Regions from separate parts of the Mus musculus genome. Here region 1 is linked to region 2. Evidence: chromatin contacts called from public promoter capture Hi-C data. All regions are on one chromosome and are shown on one strand. The core of a region is the stretch at or near the end of the contact, and the rest is flanking DNA. Distances in the headings are between cores, read along the strand shown.

Evidence for each region. Capture Hi-C pulls out chosen DNA fragments and counts their contacts.
Region 1: a contact with region 2 is called in a promoter capture Hi-C map of adipose tissue. The contact joins two enhancer-like sites. A contact is called at or near these places in 1 of 15 datasets of contacts at CTCF or cohesin (embryonic stem cells), 19 of 484 Hi-C or Micro-C datasets (the HL-1 cell line, embryonic stem cells, erythroblasts and 1 more), 1 of 115 datasets of contacts at active chromatin or transcription factors (embryonic stem cells) and 1 of 9 other capture datasets (adipose tissue).

The regions. Positions count from the first base shown.
Region 1 is chr3:28,107,850-28,114,076 of GRCm38.p6, forward strand. Pld1 (phospholipase D1) reads left to right here. Exons shown (of 27, transcript NM_001164056.1): 22 at 1,886-1,999; 23 at 4,394-4,443. Among named protein-coding and RNA genes, the nearest start is that of Gm42196, 66 kb to the right of the region's middle. Within about 2 kb of position 3,887, at least 4 of the 459 cell types and tissues checked have an H3K27ac peak or open chromatin away from gene starts, as enhancers often do. A contact at or near this core is called in adipose tissue, where this site is marked.
Region 2 is chr3:28,009,302-28,015,721 of GRCm38.p6, forward strand. All of the region lies in intron 2 of Pld1 (phospholipase D1), which reads left to right. Among named protein-coding and RNA genes, the nearest start is that of Pld1, 74 kb to the left of the region's middle. Within about 2 kb of position 3,065, at least 31 of the 459 cell types and tissues checked have an H3K27ac peak or open chromatin away from gene starts, as enhancers often do. A contact at or near this core is called in adipose tissue, where this site is marked.

The DNA of each region.
Region 1 (6,227 bases), core at 2,637-5,136, 99 kb after region 2:
ATTTAAAGACTGTGCCTTGTCGCCTAACCAAGGCAGTAACCAGGGCTGTTCACATTTTCTCTGTATTCTTCCCAACTCAAACTACGTTTGCCATCTAGTGAGTAATCCTTGGCATTGCAGCAGTCTCCCTCAAATGCCTCATTTCTCAGCCATTGACTTTTCATACTATGGTCCCTTTGATAGTCACTTCTGCCCTGTGTTGTCATGAATATATGGACATTCAGACCCACCTGTCAGGTTTGACCATTAGAACAGAGAAAATTCTCACAAGAAGGGTCTCTTCCTCTGTTCACAAGAAGACGAACTATGACCATTAGGTATAATAAATGGTTTAAGCAGGATGACCCTTGAGAATTAGCCAGCAGAGAGAATGTGCTCAAGCAAACTGTATTTGTGCACTGTGAGGTATCCAGCATCTCTCTCAAGCTTTCTCTCTTTCCCGTGTATTCCTAAGCAAAGCCAGAAGCTTTAAGAGTTTGGGACTCTCGCTGTACATGTTGCCTAGTGGGCTATCTAGCCTGTGGTCAAGGATAGCTATAAAGTCAGCCTGATGCAAAATGTTAAACTCACACAAAGCACTATGAGAGGGTTTTCACTAACTCCATTTTACCATTCTCCAGCATAGCCTTAGTCGATGACAATGTCCTGCCTTGGTGTCAAAAGGCTTGATGTGTCTATCAGAGCATAGCATTCTGGGCTTCTGAATACACATCAAAAGAAAGAGCTGCATTTTCTTCTATTGTTCTAGCTGTCATTAAGAAGCTTCGGTTTCCTATAAAAGGTGGCCTGAAGATACTGTGTTCTATAAGCTGGGGATTTGAAAATGAACACTGGCTGGGACTTGCTCAGTGGGTAAAAGGTGGTTGTCACACATGTCTGCTGACTTAAGTTCGGTCTCAAGAGTCCATGTGAAAGAACAGTGGGAGGCGAGAACCAGCTCCATAAAGTTGTTCTCTGAACTCCTCACATGGGCTGTAGCGTGTGTGCCTATGCTCCATATATACAATAATAGTCCTTTTTTAAAATAAAGTACGGGCCATTGAGATAGCCCAAACGGTAAAGATGCTTGCTGCCCAGAGCAATACTCTGAATTCAATCTCCAGGATTCACATGGTAGAAAGAGACAAGTGAGTCTCACAAGTTGTTTTCATACTCTCTCTCTCTCTCTCTCTCTCTCTCTCTCACACACACACACACACACACACACATACACACACCTGTGCATAAATGTTTTAAAAATAAAATAAAAAATAACAACTAGTCACTCAGAATTCTTGAAGAATTCCCAGTAACATTCTCTGGCTGGAACCTTAGCATTCCTAAATACCGATGACTCTGTTTTGAAAAACATACTGAATCTTATGTGTATATTTGCTTCTAAGACATAGGTACCGGTACCCCCACAGTTATGAATCAAATGCCCACAATTTGCCAAGCTGTGGACTGCATAACTTAATAGTAATTATGTATATATATATATGTCTATGTATCTATGTCTGCACATATGGATACACATATTTAAATAAAATCCTATTTAAAATTACATAGTCTCATTATGGTAACACCCTTTTCTAAACTTTGGTATAAGTCACTTCCTACACCCTCTTTCATGAGATCAGCAAGATTTATTTTAAACTGCCTTCTGTCCTGCAAAGGATGATGAATGGAGAAGCGGAAGCAGACACGTTTCCCTCTTTACTGCCCAATTAAGTGTACCATACAGCATAGCGCTCAGATCCCATAGTGATAGCTGGGATCCAAGAGTCATCCAAGCTGAGTGAGGAAGGCTGTATGGAGGCATTTCGTTTGTCCCCAAAGCCCCATGGTCTGCTTGGATGGTGATGTAGCTGCTACTTGGTTTTATTTCTTTATTTTTCTTTTGCAGGGAAGGCCAGAGATATCGGGTGTACATTGTGATACCGCTGCTGCCGGGATTCGAGGGAGACATTTCCACAGGCGGGGGGAACGCTCTACAGGCAATAATGCACTTCAACTACAGGTACCCTGAACACCAAGGAGGGAGCTACAGTGTTTCTACTTATTTGCTCAGTAATGCGCTTTTAAACCTTAGTCTTTACAGGGTAATGAAATTCAGATGTCGCAGTTATCCATGGTGGCTCTGTCAAGTATAACAGCACCAAAAAACTAGTCATTCTGTGTATGTCTCTTTCTGTCTCTGTCTGTGTCTCTGTCTCTTTTCCTTCCCTCCCCTCCCCTCTTCTCCTTTCCTTCCCCCTCTCCATCTCACTATGTGCTGCCTGGAACTTGCTATGTAGACCAGGTTGACCTTGAATTTCAGAGACACTCCTGCCTCTGCCTCCAGAAGGCCCAGCTAGTGCCTCTTTTGTATTCGTTTTAATATATCATATTAGTGAAAAATATCTATGCACTAATCCCTTTATTGTTTCCAGGAAGTAGAGAAAAATAAAACAGGAGAAGTAAGTGCGAACACAATCCAGGTACAGTTTGAGCGCTTTCAGTTAGAGCAGAGAGGACAACCTGAATATGTTCTTTGTGTTTTACACTTTTCTAATCATCCTTTTAGGAGTTATGAGGGGGAAGAATGAGACTTTATAGTGGACCAAACAGAGATGGGTTCAGGGCCTTGGGCACACTTGGGTGGAGGGCGACATGCACCTTGCTTGGCTTCAAAGGACCCCAGTTGCCTCTGACAGTTTGAGGTGCCTTTGGGTGGGATTGTGGTAGTGTTTGATGGCCCAGGATGTCCTGAAACTCCCTGTGTAGCTGAGGCTGACTCTGAACTTGTGATCTTCTTGCATTTACCTTCCAAGTGCTGTTTGTCACCGTGCCTGGTTTGCAGTGCTGGGGACAACCCCGGTCTTCCTGCCTAGTTGTTGGTTTTGTTCTCCCACTGACTGCTACCTTGTGCCTGTTCACCTGCCAGGATTTTACCTGAATGATTAGTACTAATGCTGTTTCCCAGGGGTGAATCCACCTGGCTACAATGACAGCCTTTGCTCTACACATTCTGGCTGAAGATGGGTTCATCTCTGCTGTTGTCTGATGTGGGACATAGCCCTGTCATAGTTGGTGATGTTTAACTGCACTCTGTCTGCTTTCTTGGCAATTCAAATATTACTTTTGGAATATTGTCTGCTGTGATTATTTCCTATGATTGTTTCTTGATATTTTTGAACCAGCTGAATGATATACACATTTGGCTGCTGTTCAGCAACCCAAACTATAACCTTTCATTATGAAAAACATCTCTATTTGAAGGCTATCAGCCTTCCCAGGCATGCTGTATTGTTAATTACTTTTATACAACAGGCAGATGGAACAAAGAATTTTTGTTTTCTTTCCTTTTTATATAATTTTATTATCACTCCAGATCAAATATTTTCAATTTTAATTTTAAAATTTTTATGAGCACATACTAATTGTAAATAATACTGTGTTTGCTATAACATTTTCTTACAAGCATCTAATAATTTGATCATATCTACCCCCCACTTTTGTCCTCTCTCACTCAGGCCACCTCGACCTCTTTCCAACTAGCCTCTCTTCTGCTTTGCTTTCTCCTTCCTCTTTCTTTTGTGAACCTGTGAATTCCTTTAGTGTTGTTTGCGGTTGCATTCGTGAGAGGTGATTTGTGGCGGCGTGAGCATCCTGGTGGCATGCCACTGAAGAAAATGTCCCCTGTGACATGATAGAACCTCAGGATGGCTGGTGTCCCTTGCTTGTCCGTTAGAGTCATCAATATTTAACAGCTTGAGAGACCAAAAATCCTCAGCAGAGCCAGTTATTTAAACCTTGATTTTTCTCATGTCCAGGTTTTTGCTGACTCGATGGAAATAGCCCAGTAAAATAGTTTGCTCTGTCCCTGGTGCTTTGCCAAAAGTTTGCCCTTTTCACCCCCGAAAGCAGGATGACTGTATAAGTGCTCTTATCTGGGAACACTCCCAAACTTATCGTTCCCGTCACAAGGTTTTCTAAGGGAAAGTTCATGCAGAGCCCATCTCTCTCCCTAAAACCTGGATCAGTTTTATAACTCTTCCATCAGCTCACCTCAAAATAACTACCTTGGTTTTTTTTTTTCAGTAACATTACAAAAAAATTCCTGTTACAGTTTTAACTTTTGAAAATGGGCATAGCACTTTCTCATGAAAGTACATGTCCTGTTTCTGCTTGGGTTAGGGTCATGTCCACAGGTACTGGTGTCAGACTTGGTTATTGGGCATCTCCATAACTGTGCCTTTACATGTGTGGGCATCTCCATAACTGTGCCTTTACATGTGTGGGCATCTCCATAACTGTGCCTTTACAGGTATGGGGACCTCTGTATCTGTGCCTTTACATGTGTGGGGAACCTCCACAACTGTGCTTTTACACATGTGGGGACGTCTGTAACTGTCTCTTTCCGTGTTTTCAGAACCATGTGCAGAGGGGAGAGCTCCATCCTTGAACAGTTAAAGCCAGAGCGTAAGTCATGCTTTTTTTTTCTTCTGCAATTGTTTCTAGGGAACATCAGGAGTTAGCAGGATTAGAGGTGGAGAGGATGCTGACATACCCTTTGTCCTTTTTGTTCAGTCTGGAGCCTGATTATGGAATGGTGCTCACACTAGTAGGAGTAGACCTTCCTACTTAACCAATCTAGAAAACCCGTCATGCACACATCTCAAATGGATAAACAAAAAACTATCCTGGCAATGTGAATGTCACATCGTGTCTTTACATGTAAGCCACCTCACGAAATGCTCAACAGAGGGAAACCATCTTTTCTCATTAAATTGCCCAAACCAGTGTTCAAAGGAAAACACCCATGCATGAGGTACGTGAGTAAGAAACACTAGAAATACTCTGCAACTTTTATTGATTGATTTACTTTTATAATATCAACAATTGCTGAGCAGTCTCACAAGGACTGTCTGTATGCATTCTCCACTTGTCCCAGCACAGCCCCGTACAGGTCATCTCTGTCTTAAGGATGAGCAAAACAGGTCTATGAGGCAGGCCGGCGGTTATCTATCTATTGCATCTGCTTATACAGAAGTCCAGGGATTCTCATAGCACTTTCTTATACTTAGTGAAAACAGCCCATGACATAACCATCTTTGTGATCTTTGAGACAACTCTAGATGAGGAAGGAAACACTGCTACAACTCTTTCTACACATACACTCTAAGTGGGTATGAGAAAAAAAGAAGGAAAGAACGAGAGAAAAATGTTTGCTCCTCATATATATATGGGACCAGTATTCAGACCATGTAAAAAAAATCCTATAACTCATAGTAAAAGAGAGAATTAGCTCATTTTTAAAATAAATAAAATACCTAAATAGACATTTAATTTCAAAGAGATACAGACATAACTAGTAAATACATGAAAGATGTTTAATATCACTTGCCACTGGGAAAAACCAAGTGAAACTCACCTTGAGATGCCTTGACCCCCTCTAGGATGGCTAAAATGACATCAGGTATTGTCAAGGACGTATGAACAGTGGGACCCTCATGCATTGCTGTTGGGAATTCAAATTGGTACAGTGTTATTTGAAAATAAATAAGCCAGAAATTTTCTCTTATTTCATATATATATACTGCATCTATTCAAAATTTGCATATGAGTGAGTGGTCATAGCCAAAATAGCCAGAAACCATACAATGTCCAATAACTGATCAATTACATGAAGGCCAGAAAAGCACATCAGATATCCTGCTCTGCCATTCTCTGTCAATCATAGTGATGGGTTAGTACTGATAAACTATAAAAAGCAATGAAACAGTATGTGCTACAATATGGATGAATCATGTAGGTACTGGCCTAACTGAAGGAAGCCAGGCACAAGAGGCCACATGTTATACGGTTGCATTTTTATGAAATATCTTTACTCGGTGAATCCATAGCAACAGAAAGAAAGTTTTATGGTGATTGCTAAGGTCTGAGGAGAGTAGGTAGAATTGGATGCCAAGTAGGTGGGCATGGGGAGAGAAAAGAAATGTCTTAAAATTAGGTCATGGTGATGGCTACATAGCACTGTGAATATACTTCTTAAAAATCCAAACATTCAGAACACAGACCAAGTACAGTGGTGCACATCTGTAATCTAAGCATTCAGAAGAGGGAGAGGAAGGTCATCCTTAGACAGACAGGTCATCCCCACTCAAGGTCATCCAAGGTCATCCTTAGATAGGTCATCCGCACTCAAGGTCACCCAAGGTCATCCTTAGATAGACAGGTCATCCCCACTCAAGGTCATCCAAGGT
Region 2 (6,420 bases), core at 1,815-4,314:
TATTTGTGAAGAGGTCTCCCTGGTGCCTAGAACTTGCTGACTAGGATGGTTGGCCAGACCCCCCCCCCCCAGTGCTCTGCTTATCTAGATCCCCAATCACTGGGATCTCAAGCATGTGCTACCATCAGCCTAGAGCTGATCTGTTTCTAAAGTTTGAATGCAAAGACTAAATCCCATAATTAGCCTCCAAACGATGACACCATTGCATACACTAGCAAGCGTTTGCTGCAAGGACCCTGATATAGCTGTCTCTTGAGAGACTAGGCCGGGGCCTAGCAAACACAGAAGTGGATGCTCACAGTCAGCTATTGGATGGAGCACAGGGCCCCCAATGGAGGAGCTAGAGAAAGTATCCAAGGAGCTAAAGAGATCTGCAACCCTGTAGGTGCAACAACATTATGAACTAACCAGTACCCCGGAGCTCTTGGCTCTAGCTGCATATGTATCAAAAGATGGCCTAGTCGGCCATCACTGCAAAGAGAGGCCCATTGGACTTGCAAACTTTATATGCCCCAGTACAGGGGAACACCAGGGCCAAAAAATGGGAATGGGTGGGTAGGGAAGTGGGCGGGAGGGTGTGGGGGACTTTTGGGATATCATTGGAAATGTAATTGAGGAAAATACCTCATAAAAAAATATTATAAAAAAAAGAGTAGTGTTGGGGTCAAAGAAGAAAACGGGCTACAGCCCTACAGAGACGTCTACCGTAAGGATTTGACCAGTGGTTCTGGGCAGAAGCTCATCCAGGACACGAAGAAATCATGAGTCAGTAACCTCCATTCAGTAAGGAGAAGACTGTTGGATTTCCTTGTTGGAGATGGAAGGAAGGAAGGAAGGAAGGAAGGAAGGAAGGAAGGAAGGAAGGCAGGCAGGCAGGCAGGCAGGCAGGCAGGCAGGCAGGCAGGCAGGCAGGCAGGCAGGCAGGCAGGCAGGCAAGCTGTGCTGGGCTACCGTTCTGTTTGGCACTGAGTAAGCAGGTCTGTTAGCTGTTTTTAATTTTTCACTTCACTTGACTGAACTGTTAGTGCTCAATGATTGACATGCTTTGGTGACAGTCATTGCTAACTGTTAGTAACATTGACCTGTGTGACATCACACTTTGTGTCAGGAACAGGGTGAAGTATTTCATATGCACTAGTCCTCCATCCTATGCGGTAAAATTATAAGATGGAAAAAACAAAAAACAAAAAAACCAAACCCCCAAATTCAGTGCGATTAAGAAACACAACATAAAATATGACATAGAAGGTAATATAGTATTTTATAAGTATTCTATAATCTAAAACTTAATACAGTATACTATAAGTGAAGTAATATAAAAATTAATGCAGTATATCCTAAGTGATTTAAAAGGTTACAGTTCTGCCACTGATAAATCAGCCTGGTTGGCAGGATGCTAGTCTGGAATGTGGAAGGCTCAGGGGCCTAGCTGTAGTGTTACATAATCCTGATGTGGCTATGCCTGTAATCAAAACCATCAGGAGGTAGGAGCAGGAGGATGAGATGTTGAAGGCTGTCCTTCCATACTTATGGAGTCCAAGGTCTGGGAGATACCCAATACATGGCAGCATCAATACCAGGAGCCAGGTGAGCATGTGTTCTGCACATTGCTATAGTGTAAGGATGGATGCGAGGCTGAGGAGAGGGTAAACTGTAGATTCAGATGTCTTTCCTTTCAATTGACTAGTATATTTTATTTGGAAAAAACTGGTTACCATGAACATCTTTGGGGGATGATCCAGCTGACCTGGTCCCCAGAGATCACAATAAAGGCAAGGCATATCTCACATGCCTTGCACATGAAGGTGCCCCCAAAGAAGTAGAGCTCCATCCACCATGGAGTGTAATGGATGGACACATGGCCTCTTGCTTCTGCAGAATGGATGAGGGAAAAGCAGAAAGCTTTAAGAGGAGCTTAGAAGGTGTCATCTGGCAGACAAGGAAGAAGAGGTAGTACGTGATAGGAAGTAAGAGGGTGATGGGATGATCAGGCCCCTGGGACAATGTGAGGAATGATGGCTGGTGCATCACTCACCCTGGTAGTCAGACCAGGAAATAATTGTGCTCGATGCTCTGGGAGCACACACCACTCACTAACACCACTGTGGTGTGTTCTGAGATGCCCCGGGAGCACACACCACTCACTAACACCACTGTGATGTGTTCTCAGATGCCCCAGGAGCACACACCACTCACTAACACCACTGTGATGTGTTCTCAGATGCCTCAGGAGCACACACCACTCACTAACACCACTGTGATGTGTTCTCAGATGCCTCAGGAGCACACACCGCTCACTAACACCACTGTGATGTGTTCTCAGATGCTCCGGGAGCACACACCGCTCACTAACACCACTGTGATGTGTTCTCAGATGCCCCAGGAGCACACACCGCTCACTAGTCTCTTTCAAGCTGGAGGTCTCACTTTGTCTTTATTGTTTCCCTATTGATGTCTAGAGATACATTTGTTGTGACAAACTATCTTGTAGGTTATCCTCCTGTCTCAGCCATCTGGGTGCTTACACATAATTTTGTGTGTGCCACCACACCTTGCTTAAACATAATTTTGATGTCTCTTTTTCCTGTGTGGCATAGGCTTTTTTGTTTGTTTGTTTTTGTAAAATATATATATTTCCATACACTGCAAGTCTCTGTATTTTACAGTTCAGGCTGTCTTGGATTATACTATGTAGACAAAAGCTGGCCCTGAACTCACAGAGTTCTCCCTGCTTCTGCTTCCTATACACACTTTCATTCTATTTTTAAAGACAGAGTATCCTGTGGCCTGGGATGGACTCCAGTGTTTTGTATATCTTAGGATGACCTTGAACTCCTGTTCTCTGCTCTCCGACTGCTTGGGTACCAGGGTTATACCCACACGCCCCCATGCTTGGCCCTGAGTTTGTCTACTCTCGAGGCTGCATGTTTTATCTACCCAGATTCCTTTGTTTTGAGTTGCCTCAAAGCCCATTTGGATATGTTTTTTCACGCCCTCTTGGATGGGAAGTTATGACTGTGCTTAGGGGAAGGCTTGTGGGACGGTAGGTTGCGCCATCTTTAGGTTCCCCGGCAGCTACCACATTGCTTCAGTACATTTGTTTCAGCTACTGTTCTGATCAGCAGTGGATGAGAGTTTCATTTCCTCAGCAGCATGCAGTAGTAGCTGTGGCCTTGCAAAAAGCTTAGCAGTCCACTGGGGTGAAGTGACCTCTTTTATTCCATTGAGAACACTGAGATGCCAGAAAGACGGGGTGACTAAAGGGCTATCATTCTAAATTTACTTCCAATGCTGATGTGTACCCAAACATACTTCTGTTGTCTCTGAATTTTTTTCTTTCATATTTGTAGAAATTATTTGTATATATTTTCTCTCAATCTGGGATCTACTTTATTCAATGCATAGAGTTTTGACTCTTGTCTATTAAAGTGTTAAACTTCTGCATGGTTGAAATTCTCAGCATTTCTGTGGTGATTTTTCCTATTGATTTGTTTGCTTGGTTAATTTTTTTGCAGACAGGGTTGTGTTATGTAGCCCAGGCTATGCTCAAATTTGCAACAATTCTTCTGCCTCTTTCGCCTGAGTGCTGGGATTTAAGGCTTGAGTCTCCTCTTCTGGCTTTGGTTTCTATTTTTTGTGTTATATGACTATCCCTTCTCCTAAGGTCCCAGTAGCAGTTCTTTTATATTTTACTTCAAAGTTTTAGAATTTTGTTGTGCACATTTAGACTTTTAATACTAAATACACATGTTGTCTATACAAAGGACTATAATCTAGAAGAATTTTTATGGGAGACCTGAGAGGAAGGTCTGATTTTGATTAATATTTCCTTATGAATGGTCAACTTTAGCATCACTGACTGAAGAATCTGATCTCACTAATCTCTGTCATTGTCATAAACGAGAGACTCGTATTCACACACCTGACTTTGGGATCTGTATTTGGTTCTCAGTTGTTCTAATATGCCTTACCTTCCTCTGGGCTTATAGCAATTCTTGATATGGATTTTAGAAGACAAGTCTTATCTGTTTATTTTTATTATAGCTGGGTTTTAGTATTATCAAGTTCTGTGGATACGACATAGAATTTGAAGGAGTAAATTAACACTGAGAAGCCAGTACCCATGACACCAGTTTTTAAGCATCTGGACTGTCATTTCTGATGCTCTCCACTTGTTTCTTCTTGTTGTTGTTCTTAAATTGTATTAAATAACCATACAAAGCATCCTGGATGGCTTTTATGTTGCCTCGGGAAGCTTAAATAGATGCGATTCTGTGGTTTCCACCCCTGGGGAAGCTAATTCCGCTGAGAATGCAGGGAGAGATTGCACATGTGCATTTGCCAGCTTCCTTTGGGCTGGATGTGAGCCTGCAGAGTCACAGAAGTGCTCTGTGTGTGGCCTACACTTGTTACAATGTGAATTGTTTGTCCGTTCACGTGTGTGAAGACAGATTTTAGATATCTGGGAAAATTTGTTGTTGATCGTCTATGTAAGAGAATCAAGTTCTTCTAGCTAAGCACTTGAAGAAAGAAAGCAACCGTAGTGGAAATAGTTCAAAGCTACCAGGTCTGTAATCCCAGAACTGGTGGGGTGGAGTCAGAAGGATCAGGAGTTCAAGGGCAGCCTGGGTTACCTGAGACCCTGTCTCAAAAAAAAAAAAAAAAAAAAAAAATCTCATTTAACTTTCCTCAACAGGCTAAGCTTCATAAGGAGTAAGAAAATAAAATTTTCACACTCTGCTCAGTCTTGCAGAGGGAGGTTCAGGAGCCTGGCCCCCTGGGTTTTGCCAGAGCCCAGTGGCTACTGGTATTGAAGTTGTCCAGAACTGTTTTTTCTTGGTCAGACATGTGGTGTTGGGTTACACAGGGGAGCATCCTTAAGATCTGTACAGATTTCTCCAAGATATAAACCAGACCCTGAATGCCAAGGATGAGACAGGGTGATGGCAGGCTGATGGCAGGGTGATGACAGCAGGGCGATGATAACAGGGGGCAAGAGCTACTTTGGCTGCTTTGAGCATTGTCACCACCATCCTTGTCCTTGCTGTATCCTTCCTCATGTGTGCTTTACTAAAGGAAACTCCATGGTCATGAAAACACTCTTCTTGGGTTTTCTGAATCACTAAAAGGAAATATTTCTTTATGTCATCTTAATACTGGTGAATGCTATTTGTGTCTTGGGGTATGTATTTATTTCATCCACTAAAACATCGGTGAGCTCAGTTTACCTTGTTGACATGTTCATATCACCTTGCTTAGTAGTATACTTTTTACACAAGAATAAGTGGGGGGGGTTCCCCATAAATTCATGTGCAGTTACCACCTTTTCTGGAAACACATGGTGTGAATCTTCAATTCTTAGCCATAACAAGTTGAGTATTTATTTATTGGGTCATTTGAGTGACAGTGACCACCATATGCTCATATGTTTGGATGCTTGGTTCTCAGGTGGTGGAACTGCTTGGGAAGGATTTGTGGGTGTGGCCTTGTTGGAGAAGGTGTGTCACTGAGGGTGGGTTTCAATGTTTCCAAAGCCCGAGCCCGAGCCAGTTAGTTTTCTTGTGTTTGTGTCTCAGATTCACGTGTCTTAGCGATGGCTTCAGGGTCATGCCGGCAGGCCTGCTGCCATGTTCCCACCAGGCTCCCCATCATGATAATCATGGACTCTCACCCTCTGGAAGCATGAGCCCCAAATGAAACACTTTCTTTTATGAATTGCCTTGGTCATGGTGTTACAACAACTAAAAAGTACCTAAGACAATTTAGAATTGAGAGGCCTGGTGTTCCAAAGCTTGAACTTAGCTTTTCTGTTGTCAATTGCTTTCACACACACACGCGCGCGCGCGCGCACACACACACACACACACACACATACACATACTTTGAATCATACTTTCTACATGTAACCCAGGTTGGCCTCGAACTTTCCATGTAGTCCAGGGCGTCCCTGAGTCCCTGATCTTCCTGCCTCAGCCTCCTGAGTGCTAGGATTTTTTGGAGTCTGCCATTATATTTGGCTTCCCTTTGGGTTTCCTGTGGTTGTAGTACAGAATGTGTCATCCACACAGAAAGTTAACTAACAAGCTTTAAAATTAGGAAAGGCTGGTCATGTCTCTCCAAACACAGTGTTTACACGTGTGCATTGTTGTTAGTGAGGGTAGGTATAAGTCTCCTTAAGGTGTTGCCTTAGAATTCTTATCCAAATTGCCCTGGTGTTTTTGTTCTGTGTGTGTGTGTCTTGTGGATGGGGCTGTCCAATGTGCTGTTTGTGGCCCCAACATTTAATGATGCTAAGATATACCTCTGTAAAGTTTTACACACACATATGTGTCAAAGTATGAAACATAATTTTTCTTACAATATGACAGTGTGTGTGTGTGTGTGTGTGTGTGTGTGTGTGTGTGTGAAAGAGAGAGAGAG